Linked DNA regions of Gossypium hirsutum: region 1 is linked to region 2. Evidence: chromatin contacts called from public Hi-C data. All regions are on one chromosome and are shown on one strand. Each heading gives the region's core, a stretch centred on a gene start, on an enhancer-like site or on the middle of the called end of the contact. The rest is flanking DNA. Distances are from core to core; before and after follow the strand shown. Region 1 holds the start of LOC107903551 (protochlorophyllide reductase, chloroplastic). Region 2 holds the start of LOC107903556 (probable E3 ubiquitin-protein ligase HERC3).

What was found. Hi-C and Micro-C count contacts between places; a contact is called where the count stands out from the background.
Region 1: a Hi-C map of leaf shows a contact between it and region 2, with 2.8 times the contacts expected there. The contact joins the promoter of LOC107903551 here to the promoter of LOC107903556 in region 2. A contact is called at or near these places in 2 of 34 Hi-C or Micro-C datasets (both in leaf).

Annotation. Positions count from the first base shown.
Region 1 is chrD05:61,058,985-61,065,705 of Gossypium_hirsutum_v2.1, reverse strand. LOC107903551 (protochlorophyllide reductase, chloroplastic) reads left to right here and starts at 3,585. Exons shown (of 5, transcript XM_016829632.2): 1 at 3,585-4,047; 2 at 4,141-4,239; 3 at 4,324-4,855; 4 at 4,938-5,296; 5 at 5,382-5,673. The coding sequence starts at 3,994. The coding sequence ends at 5,537. It overlaps LOC107902916 (norbelladine synthase), which reads right to left. Exons shown (of 2, transcript XM_016829025.1): 1 at 6,645-6,721; 2 at 6,211-6,564. The coding sequence ends at 6,284.
Region 2 is chrD05:60,862,787-60,869,541 of Gossypium_hirsutum_v2.1, reverse strand. LOC107903556 (probable E3 ubiquitin-protein ligase HERC3) reads right to left here and starts at 2,800. Exons shown (of 6, transcript XM_016829637.2): 1 at 1,837-2,800; 2 at 975-1,184. The coding sequence starts at 2,178.

The DNA of each region.
Region 1 (6,721 bases), core at 2,336-4,835, 200 kb before region 2:
ATTATTAGCAACAAAGTTTCACAAAACCTTCTGTCAAGTATTCAACTAACTTTAATATAATAGGTTAGCTTTGAATCAAGGTGAACCAACGTTCAACACTTCCCCTTATTCAAAGCTACAAACACCAAGTTTTTCCTTAAAAAGGTCGTGTTTTGCTTGCAGAATCAGCTTTGTAAAAATGTTTGCAACTTGCTCATTTGTATCACAAGCCTTCAAAATAATTCCTTCGGTAGAAACAAGGCTTCAAATAAAATGATAATGAATATCGATGTGTTTGGTTCTACCATGAAAAGATAGTTTTTTTTCATAACAATAGACAATCTTTTATCCTAAAATATCTCCTTTACAACTATATGGTTTTGATTGAAATATGCAAGAATTCTCCTTAACCAAACTACTTGTCAAGTTGAAGATGTTGCAGCTACATACTCATCCTTAGAGGTTGATAAGGTTACTAATGCATGTTTCTTTGAACTCCACAAAGTTGTTCTAGACCAAAAGATGAAAATGAAATCTAATGCGCTCTTCTTATCTTCAATGCTACCAGCCCAGTCATTGTTTGTAAAGTCAATTAATTTGAAATTTGAAACTTTAGAATACCAAATCCCATGCTAGAGTGTTCCTATAACATATCTCAAAATTCTCTTTACAACTCCAAGGTGAAGCTTGCTTGGATTGCGTATAAACCTCGACACAACTCCAATAGAGAAAGAAATATATGGTATTGTATGAGATGAATAATTTAAACTATTAGCAAGACTTTTAAAGTGTGACATTCCATTTCAGCTCAATCATCGTGACACAACTTCTCATTAATATTCATGGGTGTGACAACAACCTCACAATTGGCCATATTAAACTTTTCAAAGGATCAATTGCTTATTTCCTTTGTGAAATAAATATCCCATCAACACCTTGTTTCAGTTCAAGACCAAGGAAACAATGCAATAGACTTGAGTTAAACATTTCAAACTTCTTCATTATGCAATCTTTAAATTTAGCAACAAAAATTCGTTTGAACCTATATAAATCATATCATCAACATAAAAACATACCACCAAAAAATCTTCACCTTCACTCTTTATATAAAGAGTAGGCTCATAATTACTTCTTTCAAAACCATTTTCCTGAAAATAAGAATCAATTTTAAAGTACCATACTCTAGGTACTTGCTTCAATTCATAAAGCACCTTTTTTGACCTGTATATTTTATCTTCTTTGCCATTAACAACAAAGCCTTCAAATTGAGCAATACAAACTTCCTCTTCCAAGTCACATTTAAAAAGGAAGATTTAACATCAAATTGATACACTAGCCAATTTAATTTAGCAGCCAAGGCTAAAAATGTTCTCACCGTGTCAAAACAAGCAATAAAAGAGAATGTTTCATCGAAGTCAATGCCTTAATGTTAGGAATAACCTTTTACTACCAGTCTTGCCTTACGTTTTTTGATGTTTCCATTTGCATGGTACTTTTTTAAAAACCCACTTAAGCCCAATAACATTCTTTCCTTCCAACAAGTTTACCAAATCAAAAGTCTAACCACTTGAAAGCATTTGGAATTCTCCAAACCCCAAAATTATTCTCTTCCAAATAAGAAGATATAAGACCTTACATTAGCCATCAAAATTTTACAATGAATCTCAATGTTAATACTCAATTATACCCATCTAATGTATAAAAAAACTTATAAATATATAATGATTTTAATGATTTTAAGTGATGAAGGACCACTTGTAATATGAATTGTTAATCTGTCAACCTTTTGTTATTTTCTTAAGGGTAAATTATACAAATGACCATCCAATTATGTCCGTATTCTTATTTTGGTCACTCAACTTTAAAAGTGTTCAATTTAGGTACTAAGGTTTGAATTCGTTCTTGTTTTGGTTAACCGTTGATAAATTGATAATGAAAAACCTTTTTCTAAATGGTATAATAACATATTTAGTTATCACTACTTATATATTCTATTAATTTGATCCTAATTCTAAATAATTCAATAAATAGAACCCTTTACCTTTATAAATTATATCAATTTAATCCTCTAACTTTCTAACCTAAGCTTTTAGCTTCAAAAGCAGAGGCATTCCACATTCCACATTCCGAAGGCTTGCCCGAAAAGTGGGAGGGTTTGGGTAAAAATATAAGCTCGAAAAATAGATTTGGGCAAAAAAAATTTGGCCTGTTTAGAAAACGGGTTGGGCCTTGAGTAAGACCTTTTTGGCTTGGGCCGACCCAGCCTGAATATGCAAAAAAAAACTGTTGTTCTTTTTACTGTTTTCTTGCTATTTTTTTATTATTTTGTTTCTATTTTCATTTTTTTTCACTATTTTGCTACCATTTCACTTTTATTTTGCTACTATTATGTTGTTATTGTTTGGATATTATATAACTCTTGTTTTATTGTTAATTTTGTTACTATTTTAGATGCATTTACTTGTTAAGTTGCACCTATCTTTGTGTTATTTAAGTATACATATTTTTTAAAATTTATTTCCAATTTGTTGGGAAACATTTATTTTAATATTTTTAATATTAAATTCATAGATGTGGAATGCTTTTGTTTTAAAAGTTGAAAGGTTTGGTTAGGAAGTTTTAGGATCAAATTGATAGATTTATAAATGTGAATGGTTGAATTTATTGAATTGTTTAGAATTAGGATCAAATTTATAAAGTAAGTAAGTATTGAGGATTAAATGTGTTGTTATACCAGTTAGAAAAAGATTTTCTATTATCGATTTAACGGTAGATGACCAAAACAGGAATTCGGGCATAGTTGAGTCACCATTTATATAGCTTACTTTTTTTTTAATATACTAGGGATGGAGTTTTTACATTTTATAAGGAAAGTTAAGAAAATATTATATTTCTTATTTATTTAGTTTATTTTAAATTTTTAACCAATTAAAGACATTTAGTGGTTTCTTAAATTTACTTGTAAATTAAAAAAAGATCATCCTAACTAAAATATGCAAGAAAAATATAAATCAACGAATAGCTACTTCTTCGACAAAATTTCAGCTACATGGACAGAGGAAAGAATTGTGTACAGTGAACATATAGGTTAAAGTAAAAAATTTTTTAGGGGACCGAAATTAAATTATATATTTTGATGTTAGTAAAAATATAATTTCACTATTTTAATATCTATATTTTTATAATTTTAAAGGATTAAATAAAATTTTTATTATTTTAAGAGTCAAAGTATAATTTTACTTTCACTGATTTAAATTTTTATAAATTTTAAAGTATTTTTTTATATTTTAGGGTGACTGAAGTCTTTGCTAACCCCTTGACTGGCAATGCTCTTCTTAGATGGAGAGAATGCGAAGTAGTTTGAAATCTAAAATCTAAAAGTCTCTTTTCATCTTTAGTAGGTAAAATCAATGATTTAAAATATATAAAAATAATCCATAAATTGATATAAATTTTCTCGGTCGATAAATAATTTAAAATAAATAAAAAATTAATTAATTCGTGAATTGATATAGATGAATTGAATCAAATTATATATATTTGAATTTTTTAATAAAATTTTAATAAATTATGGATTTGTACTAGGTGGACCGAATTGCCACTCTCAGTCCAGAAACATCGGCTCCCCCCTCCAATTCCAAACACCTCTCTAATCCATTCCACTGTACCTCACCAGAGACCACTCCCTATCCCTTTCAATCTTCCGATAAACCAGCCCATAACTACAGGGAGTGGAACATCCTTGGTGGGTGGGGACAACTCCAAAATATCCCCATACTTAGGGACTAAAACATTATTAAAATATTTCAGAAAATCCCAAACTCAATGCTCATTGGCTACATTGAATTGATGTGGCAGATAAGTTTACCCTCCTTAATTATCTTATCTTTTCATACCTGTCACTATTTAATATCTTTGCTCGTTTCTCACAATGAACAAACACTCACTTCTTTCTACTACTGAGCTCACCCTTCACTTTGGTCCACTACACAGCCATTTCAAAGTGGTACATACATGGCTCTACAAGCTGCTGCTTTGGTTCCATCTACTTTCTCTGTACCAAAAGAGGTTTGTTTTCAGCTTTGTACTGAAGAACTGGTTCTTGTTTTTTTTTTCTGATTCAGTTTGGGGTTTTTGACATTTTGGGGTTCTAATTTGTAGGGAAAGTCTGGTGCTTCTTTCAAGGATTCATCTCTCTTTGGAGTGTCACTTTCTGATCACATCAAAGCTGACTTCACCTCTTCTGCTTCAAGATGCAAGGTTGGGATTCTGAGTTCTTTAAATAGGACAACTATGGTGTTTATGCTGTTTTTGTGCCTGTAATTGAGCTTTTTTCCTTTGTAGAGGGAATTCAACCATAGAATTGGGGCTGTCAGAGCCCAAACAACAGCCACTGCAACACCAGCAATCACCAGATCTACAGTGGATGGAAAGAAAACACTAAGAAAGGGTAGTGTGATCATCACCGGTGCCTCCTCTGGATTGGGTTTAGCCACTGCGAAGGCCTTGGCTGAAACTGGGAAATGGCATGTTATAATGGCTTGCAGGGACTTTCTCAAGGCTGAGAGAGCTGCTAAGTCTGCTGGAATGTCAAAAGAAAACTACACCATTATGCATTTAGACCTTGCCTCCCTCGACAGTGTCCGACAATTCGTCGATAGCTACAAGCGATCAGGCCGACCTCTTGATGTACTTGTTTGCAATGCTGCTGTTTATCAACCAACTGCCAAGGAACCCACTTTCACTGCTGAAGGATTTGAACTTAGTGTGGGGACTAATCACCTCGGTCACTTCCTTCTTTCGCGGTTATTGCTCGATGATTTGAAGCAATCCGATTATCCATCGAAACGCCTCATCATCGTCGGTTCCATAACAGGTAATTTGCTATACCAATGTCATTCAAAATGAGCATTTTTGTATGAATTGTGGTATTGGTGTACTAACATGGAATGAATCAGGAAACACAAATACATTGGCCGGTAATGTACCTCCGAAGGCAAACCTTGGGGATCTAAGAGGACTTGCAGGTGGACTAAATGGACTGAACAGCTCTGCCATGATTGATGGTGGAGATTTTGATGGTGCCAAAGCATACAAGGACAGCAAAGTCTGCAATATGCTCACTATGCAAGAATTCCATAGGCGTTTCCATGAGGAAACCGGCATTACATTCGCTTCATTGTACCCTGGTTGCATAGCTACCACCGGCTTGTTCAGGGAGCACATTCCTTTGTTCAGGCTCCTCTTCCCTCCATTCCAGAAGTACATCACCAAGGGGTTCGTCTCCGAAGAGGAAGCCGGAAAAAGACTCGCTCAGGTATAAACAAAAACTAAGATAGCGAATGCGAATGCTCGGTTATGATCTTTTGTGCATTAACACAATTTCATTGCTTCTAATGTAGGTCGTGAGCGATCCTAGCTTGACGAAATCTGGTGTTTACTGGAGCTGGAACAAGGATTCGGCTTCATTCGAGAACCAGTTATCTCAAGAAGCTAGTGATCAAGATAAAGCACGCAAAATATGGGAGCTTAGTGAGAAACTCGTTGGCTTGGCCTAAATTTAGAGCCTTGAATGCTTTGCGGCAGAACTTTGATAATGGCTTAAGGGTCTTATCTGATCCCATTGATGAGTGTAGATGACTTTGTGAGTTGCAGTTTGTCAATAAAAAATTTACTCACCCCAATTTGCAAGAATCTCAAGTTTCTCTTCCATTATCAAATATGAAAATGAGAAAACATAACCAAAATATCGATTAATTTATGATGTTATAGGGCTAGAAATATGTTAAAAGTACAACATCAGCCTAACATTAAATTTAACCCTTCTTACATCTGTTGTCAATTTCGCCTTTATTATTATTTAGCTAGTTTTGTCCTTTTAACTTTTTAAAATTAATTAAATTTGACCATCGACCTTTTGAAAAGAGTCGAAATGATGTTTTCTAATAAAAATATTGACTAAAATGTTAATTTTAAATATTGACTAAAATGTTAAATTTTTAAACACAACAACTCGTATGACAATCCACCTATATGAATTTCAAGTTTTGACTTTTAATTTATTTGACAAATAGTAATATGTCAGTATAAAATGCATATAAATAGTCACGTATGTTGTCATGTCAATTTAATTAATAAATTAATATTTTTACTAAAGAAAAACTATTTTACATTTTTAAAATAATTAATGACCAAAATTAATTAAAAAAGAATAATAGTTAAATTAACAGAAAATGTAAATGTCAATTGCTAAATTTATTATTACAAAATTCAACCCAAAAACACCAATTTAATGAAGGGCATTTTAAGCCCAATTTGCTCTCTCAAGATAATACTTTGCAACTTGTGCAACAGCTGCTAAGCATTGAATATTAGGCTTTGGATCCTTAGCTTGAAATTCTTTCTTGACAGCATATGAAATATCAGATTTTATGATGCTTTTGCTCGGGGATTTTTCTATTATATCGAACCGAACCAGTTGAATCGAGCAACCAATCTCAAGGCATCCACCTTCTAAAGTTTGTGCCACTTTCACCCTCTTTTGGTCATCAATCACATTGAATATCTCAGTATAACTTGAATTCCCTGATTCATATTGAAACAATCCATCATCAAGTTCATTAAAATGCATGGATTTTGATAAAAGAAAAACCTGGTTTAAGTACCTGGAACAAAAGTGAGTTTAAGAACAGTTCCAACCCCACCATCACCTTTCAAAACTTGAATCCGTTGAATAACATGT
Region 2 (6,755 bases), core at 1,551-4,050:
GAATATGGAAACCACTTGGTATACTGATCACCTACATCCTTAAATGTTGAAACGATAAGCATGAATTCACAAAATTGTGACCACAAAGTAAAGTGGGTGAAAAACATATAAAATTAGCCAAAACTATGGAAGTTTATATACATTGAAAGGCTAGGATCAGTAAATCATAATCAACTGAGGCATCTCTAATATGAGAAAATAGGTTTATAGTTCTGTATAACACTCAAGTATCATGAGCTTGGTTCATCATGTAAAGCAGATTAGAACTCACCTGAGTTCATCATGCCAAGACAGATTAAAACTCACCTGAGCTCATTCAACAAAGCTTTGGAGTTTGGCTCAAGTATGCCAATTTCAAGCTTTTCACCAGAGCAAACCAAGTTCAACCAAAGGCCTGCTCAACTAATCAGGCATCAGAGCCATCAGTGCAGGCTCGTAGATGGCTATGCATACTCTAAAAGAGCTAAATATAACCAAATCAGACTTGTAAATTTATACATTCTGCTTTCTAGGCTAGGTTCAGCTTGTTTCTGCCTGAATTTAATATATGAAGTCCACGCAGAGGTTGCAACCGCTATGAACCCTTCCCATAGGGTTCACATTTTCATAAACTTATTACCAAATCCAGCCGAATCAAGATACTAGGAATTGATCTATCCAGCAATGAATAGACTAAAAGGTTGCCCATGTTAAGCAATAAGAAACATAGCTGTTAAGAATATTTGACGTTATCACAAATTCACAGTATATTATGTTATCATCATTTCCAGTCATGAAATATTTGACTTTCTCAGAGGTAGTGGCTGGATCAAACATTCAAAACCACATCAAGCACTAACATCCGTATGCAATTACAAAGAATTGACATCAGCTGCTAGGGAAAGAATATATGTGGCTCGTTTACGAAATGTACCCTGTGTATGCTATTGGCCAACTGAAAAACATGGCAAACTGAATAAAGGTGAGTAACAAACCTCTCCAGACTGCAAAACAAATGCAGCATGATTCTGAGAGGCCGACACCTGGATCACATTAGCTAGAGAAGGGAAGTTAATCCTCGTAAATGCTACACACTGTGTTGTTTCAGGACCATGTCCAAGGACACCACACAAACTGGAACCACAAGAGTACACTGATGAATTCCTAATTAGCAATGTGTGATACCTTCCAGTTGTTATCTGCATCTGGTAAATCAAACTTGATAATAAGTGTTGAGCAACCAGAACTCATTTAATGGCAATATAAGATATATAAGAGATGGAGACAGAAACATAAGAGATTTGAAAGATGCAATCAAGTATCAACATGAAAAAAAAAAGAAACAAACCTCTTTGTGTAGCAAAAAATGAATGATAAGGAACCATCAAACAACTAATTACTAAAGCCAGCAAAAATGCAACCAAACTAAATACCGAATAATCCACAGTGAAAGCAGGTAGAGTTCAGCCAAATTTCAACTTAAGTTGTAATTTAAGCATTTAAACAATTGTTGCTTCTATCACTTACTTTCTGCTATTTCCTTCATGTTGCCCCGGAAATTGCTTTAAATCATCTATGCTAACCAGTTAAATCATAATTCTCCATATAAAACTAAAAACCAGGCATTTTAATATTCACAAAAACTGAATGTAACTTTAAATTCCTTCAGAACTAGTATTTCTATTTATATCCGAACACACCAAAAAGAGCAAACCATAAGAAACCAAACAGAAACTAAATCCCAACTAACTTCTGAGCCATTTCTCAAGTTAACAGGCAAAAGTACAAAAAATTATTAATTCTAAAAGCAAAATGATCAAAATTAATATATTAAAAAAAAGAAAAAGAAATAGTTACATTGCCTGCAGAGGTTTGGACCATGTCCGACAATTGCTCTACTGATTGCAAAAACCTCAAAAGTCGCTTCCAATTCCCATCACACCGTTCAAAAATGTCCCTTTGACTACTACAATTCATCCCTATATATATCCCATTCGTCATGCACAATTGAAACGCGGCTAAATCAACCAGCGACCTGCATTTCGTGGGACAAACATCGTGACACCCTCCGAATGTTCTCGAAGTCAGCTCCAGCGACACTAGGTCAACGGCACTTAACCGTTTACCGGACGTTAAAATTTCCAAAATTAGATGCGACGGTAGATCGTCAATCGAAAATAACCTACTCCGATCAGCCATTGAAAATTTTTTGATTTTCTTTTAACTGGAAATGTAACGGATTTAGGGTTTCGATTTCTAAGAAAAAGAAACAAGAGAAAAAGAAAAATTATCAAATTTGAGGCGAAATCTTAAGCAATTAAAACAAATTATAAAGAAAGCATCGGAAGGAAGGAGAATTGAGAAATTCAATTGCGATTGATGCTTTGATTGGAAACTAATCATCAGATGGGATGGATCGGATCACTAGATCACCGTTGATTTTCGTTGTTAAGAGAATGAGAAATTCAGAATTTTTTTAAATTAATCTGCATAAAATGGATTTAAAAAACAAAGGATTACCAGAATTTCAAAAGTTTGAGATTGGATTGAAGAAAGAAACAATTAAAGAAAAAAAATCAGTGAAGATCGATCACTACCAAAAGAAGGATTCTTCCTTTCTTGCTTTTTCTTTTTCTTTTTCTTTTTCCACCGAAAAATTGGAAGTGGAAAATTGAGCTGAAAAGTACGTTATTTGTAAAATAATTAAATTAAAAAATGAAAAAGGATATGTAAATAAAGGCATGAAGGAAAAGATACTGCCAACCAAGGTTTTCCGCATTGAATCTTATAGTAGCGGTTTTTTTTTTTTTGCTTAATCATTAAAAAATCTAAAAATAAGCATAATCGGTTCATTTTATAAACAATAATAGTAACTATCAAGTAAACTCGATTTATTTAAATCAAATTTATTTGGATCAAGTTAATTCAAAATATTATTTAAATAAAAATTAAAATTTATATACATATTTTGTCTCCATTAATTCGATTTTTATATGACTTTTCTTATGTTATGGTTATAATTGGTGGGAACATTATAAAAATGATTTTATGTTCTTAAATTAGACAAAACGTAGTTGTAAGCCTGTTTCTTAGCTTGATACATAAGGGGACGGCATATTAAAATCTAAAAATTTGTTTGATACAATCAATCCTAAGATAACCATGTGAAGAGAATCAATAACATCTCAACACGGATGAGAAAGTTTTTTCTTTCAGTTGACGTGTCGAACGAGGATTGGCTAACTGACGCCAAAACCGGTGGAGCTGGGTATTTGTTTTCTGGTTTACAGCACAAAATCTACGAATCGGAAGCTTTGGTCCGTTTTTGTGTTTCGTCGTGGATTTCCACTACCTGTCGCTCTCCCCTTCTATTTTGTCCGAATATTGATTGACACGTGAAGTCCTAAAAACTTGCCACGTGGAAACCACAACTCCATTATTTTAAATATTTTATATAAATTTTAAAATTAGCTATTTATTAGGTTTTTAATTTTTTTTATGTTGATTTTATAGTTTGTATTGAAAGTTTGTGGTTGTCTAATGTGGTTTTTAACAGTTGAAGTAATTGAGGGAGCAAATATAAAATAATTTATGCAAAAGAAATGAGGGATTAAATTGAATAGAAGATAAAATTAGCTTGAATGTTTAAAGAAGCAATAATACCAAAGCTTTAAGAAAGCTATCAATTCATTTAATTGTTTCTAACTCACGTACATATAATGAAAAGTTTACGGCATTTTCCTTTAAATTTTAATATTATTATCCTGAAAAAAATCAAATCAAACATGATACGTTAAAATTTAAGATGAAAATATTGAAATGACAATAAATTGTAGGAAAAGGATACAACTAACATGATATACCAGTTTCATATAATCCTTTTTCATTTATACTTTCCCTAAGTCCGCTCAATGCAAGTCTATTTATACATATATTATTGTTTTAATTAATGTATAAGTTTAGATAATGATGGATGATGATAAGTTTGATTTTTTTTCTAGAGACAATGAGAAGGATCGGGAGCGAGAGAGAAAAAAGTTAGGTTGTCTCTTGCTGCATCAAGAGATGGTAATGGATCCCAAACTGAAAGCATATTTAATGGTCGATAGTCATGTGTCATGATTGCCAGCTTAATTTGTATCACAGTGTCTTACTAATTCACACGTCCTGCTCCTATAATATAAGCCACGGTCAAGTGTGCTTTTGGCATACCTCATTGTTCGATGAACAACTTCTAAATGAGGTTTCTTTGGCTTCTACATAAAGTGACTAACTATTCCAATTGTAAAGGCTATATTCAGTAGCATTAATTTAATTTTCCTTCAACTACACAAAGTTTGGCATTCGTCTCCATTGGTGTTGAAATCGACATCCAATTCTACATCTCGCATTTTGTTAAGATATCTTGTATATATTTTTGTTGACATAGGAATAGACCTTTCTTGGTTCATTCTATCTTAAGCCTTAAAAATTAAATAAAATTATAAAAATTATAAAAATAAATTAATTTTATAAAATTTCATAAAAATTAATCTTCTCATTTTGATTAAATTATTTAACTAATATAACTTGTGAAAATTAAAAATGAGAGGAAAAAGTATTAAAAAAATTAAGTTCGATTTTATAATATAAATTGTTGATATTTATTTTTTGATTTAAAATATAAAAATAATAACTTATATTTATAAATTTTATAAAATCTAATGATTAATTAATGTAACAACTCGTTTTCAGTAAAATCGGAACAGTGGTTTTGAGACCACAAATTCTAGGTCAAAAAATTTATTTGAATATTATTTTGTGATCTACAACATGATAGTATTATTGTATAAAAATCCCGTTAAGAAATTTTACCGTTTGCATGTTCAATTTGATAAAGGACTAAATCGCGTAAAGTGCAAAAGTTGTGTTTGATTAGCTAAAGGTATTAATCAGCTATAGAACTTTAAAGTGGAGGTCCTTATATGGTAATTAGACCATTAGTTTAGTTAATGGATTTGCATGGCATGGTCATTGTGTGATTTTTAAAGTTAGATAAAGGTAATTTGGTAATTAGGTAAATTAAAGATAAAATAAATAAAACAAAAGACAAAGCTATCAGCTTTTTCATTTTTCCTTCACCAATCGAATTTTTCAAGAAGAAAAGCCTTTGGAAAAGCTTCAAACTTTCAACTAGTGCATGGTAGGCTTTCCTCGTCTCGTTTTTAATGATTTTTATGTTTTTGGGATCGTTGTAGTTTAACCTAGTTAATGAGAGGACTAATTTGCAAAATGGTGGAAAGTATAGGGTTTTACCACGAGAGAACTTTAGTTTTTTGTGAAGTTTAATGGAAGAAAATGAATATTTATTGTGATGAATATTTATTGTGAGTTAAACAATTGTGTGGTAAATGTGTGAAATTGTGAAGAGTATGGGCTGCTATAAGCATGTATAAAATTTGGTGGCTTGTGTAGAGAGGAAATTGCATGAATTTCATTTTACAAGCATAGGGACTAAATTTTAAATAAGTCAAAAGTATAGGAGCAAAATGGTAATTTAACCAAAACATGATTTTTGGTTGAATTGAATAGAATAATGTTTAAATTAGTAAATTTGATTATATAGATCAAGAAAAGTAACGTACGAAATTAAATCAGGGAAAAGATAAAGTGTTGGAATAATTGATCGATTTTCTCCATACGAATTCGAGGTAAGTTTATATGTTTAATAAGCATTATATTATATATGATTTAAATGCTTTATTATTATATTCTTGATTATACGACTCCACGAAAATATCTAACAAAGTTTCGGTGACTTTCGGGTCCCGTTTGAACCTTAGGAACATATAGGATACAAATGACATGTCATTAGGGGTTACCGTATTTTGTGTGCTGGTCTCGTACGTCTTACCGGTGGCTGAGTTTTCGGCATGTGTTGCGGTTACTTTACAGCTTGTGTGAGCAGCACTGTGTAGCTACGTATTGACTGACAGCTTGTGTGAGCAGACCTAGTTATGGCTCGAGAGACAATATTGATTCGAGATATGAGATAGTAGTGGCTTTGACTAGATGTTGGAACATAGTGTGCGAGATTCTCATGTATCCGATATTATTCTAGTGGTTAAACGGGTATGAGAACAAGGAAAGATAGGCAAATACTTTAATTAGAATGGCTATGAAAGCATGGAAAGGTATGAGTTATTAGATGATCGAAATATGCTTAGCCACATGCTTGAAAATGTGAATGCACTTATGTAGTATGTATTTCGATGTGAGTGTGTGCTAGTTGTGAATTGGTATTTTGGTATCAAATAGTTGATCTTGATAAGTGGCATATATATTAAGTTTTAGGCACAATGGTGCATATACATGTTTGACCATTGAGGTAGATTTTAGAGGCATAATTGGCATGTTTTTAAATGGTTAATTGAGGTGCCTATGGGCATCATGGTTGTCAGTGATGATATTGCATGTTTTAGGCTTGATTTGGTTGGTTTGAATGTCTTAGGGACTAAATCGCGTAAGTGAGAAACATATGAATTACTAAAGAATTCTAATTAGAATTTATTTAAGGGGACTTAAAAGGTAATTATACCTGTGGTTTATAAGTGGACGGCAACATGGTTTTAAATGTTAAAAATGTTGTAAATTTTTACTTAAAATAAATAAATTAATAATAAAATAAAATAACATAAATCAAGTTAGTGGAACATAAAATAAAAACATTTTCAATTTTTCTTCATGCAAGCCAAAATTAAAGGGGGAAGAAGTATTCGGGATTAGGTTTAAGCATT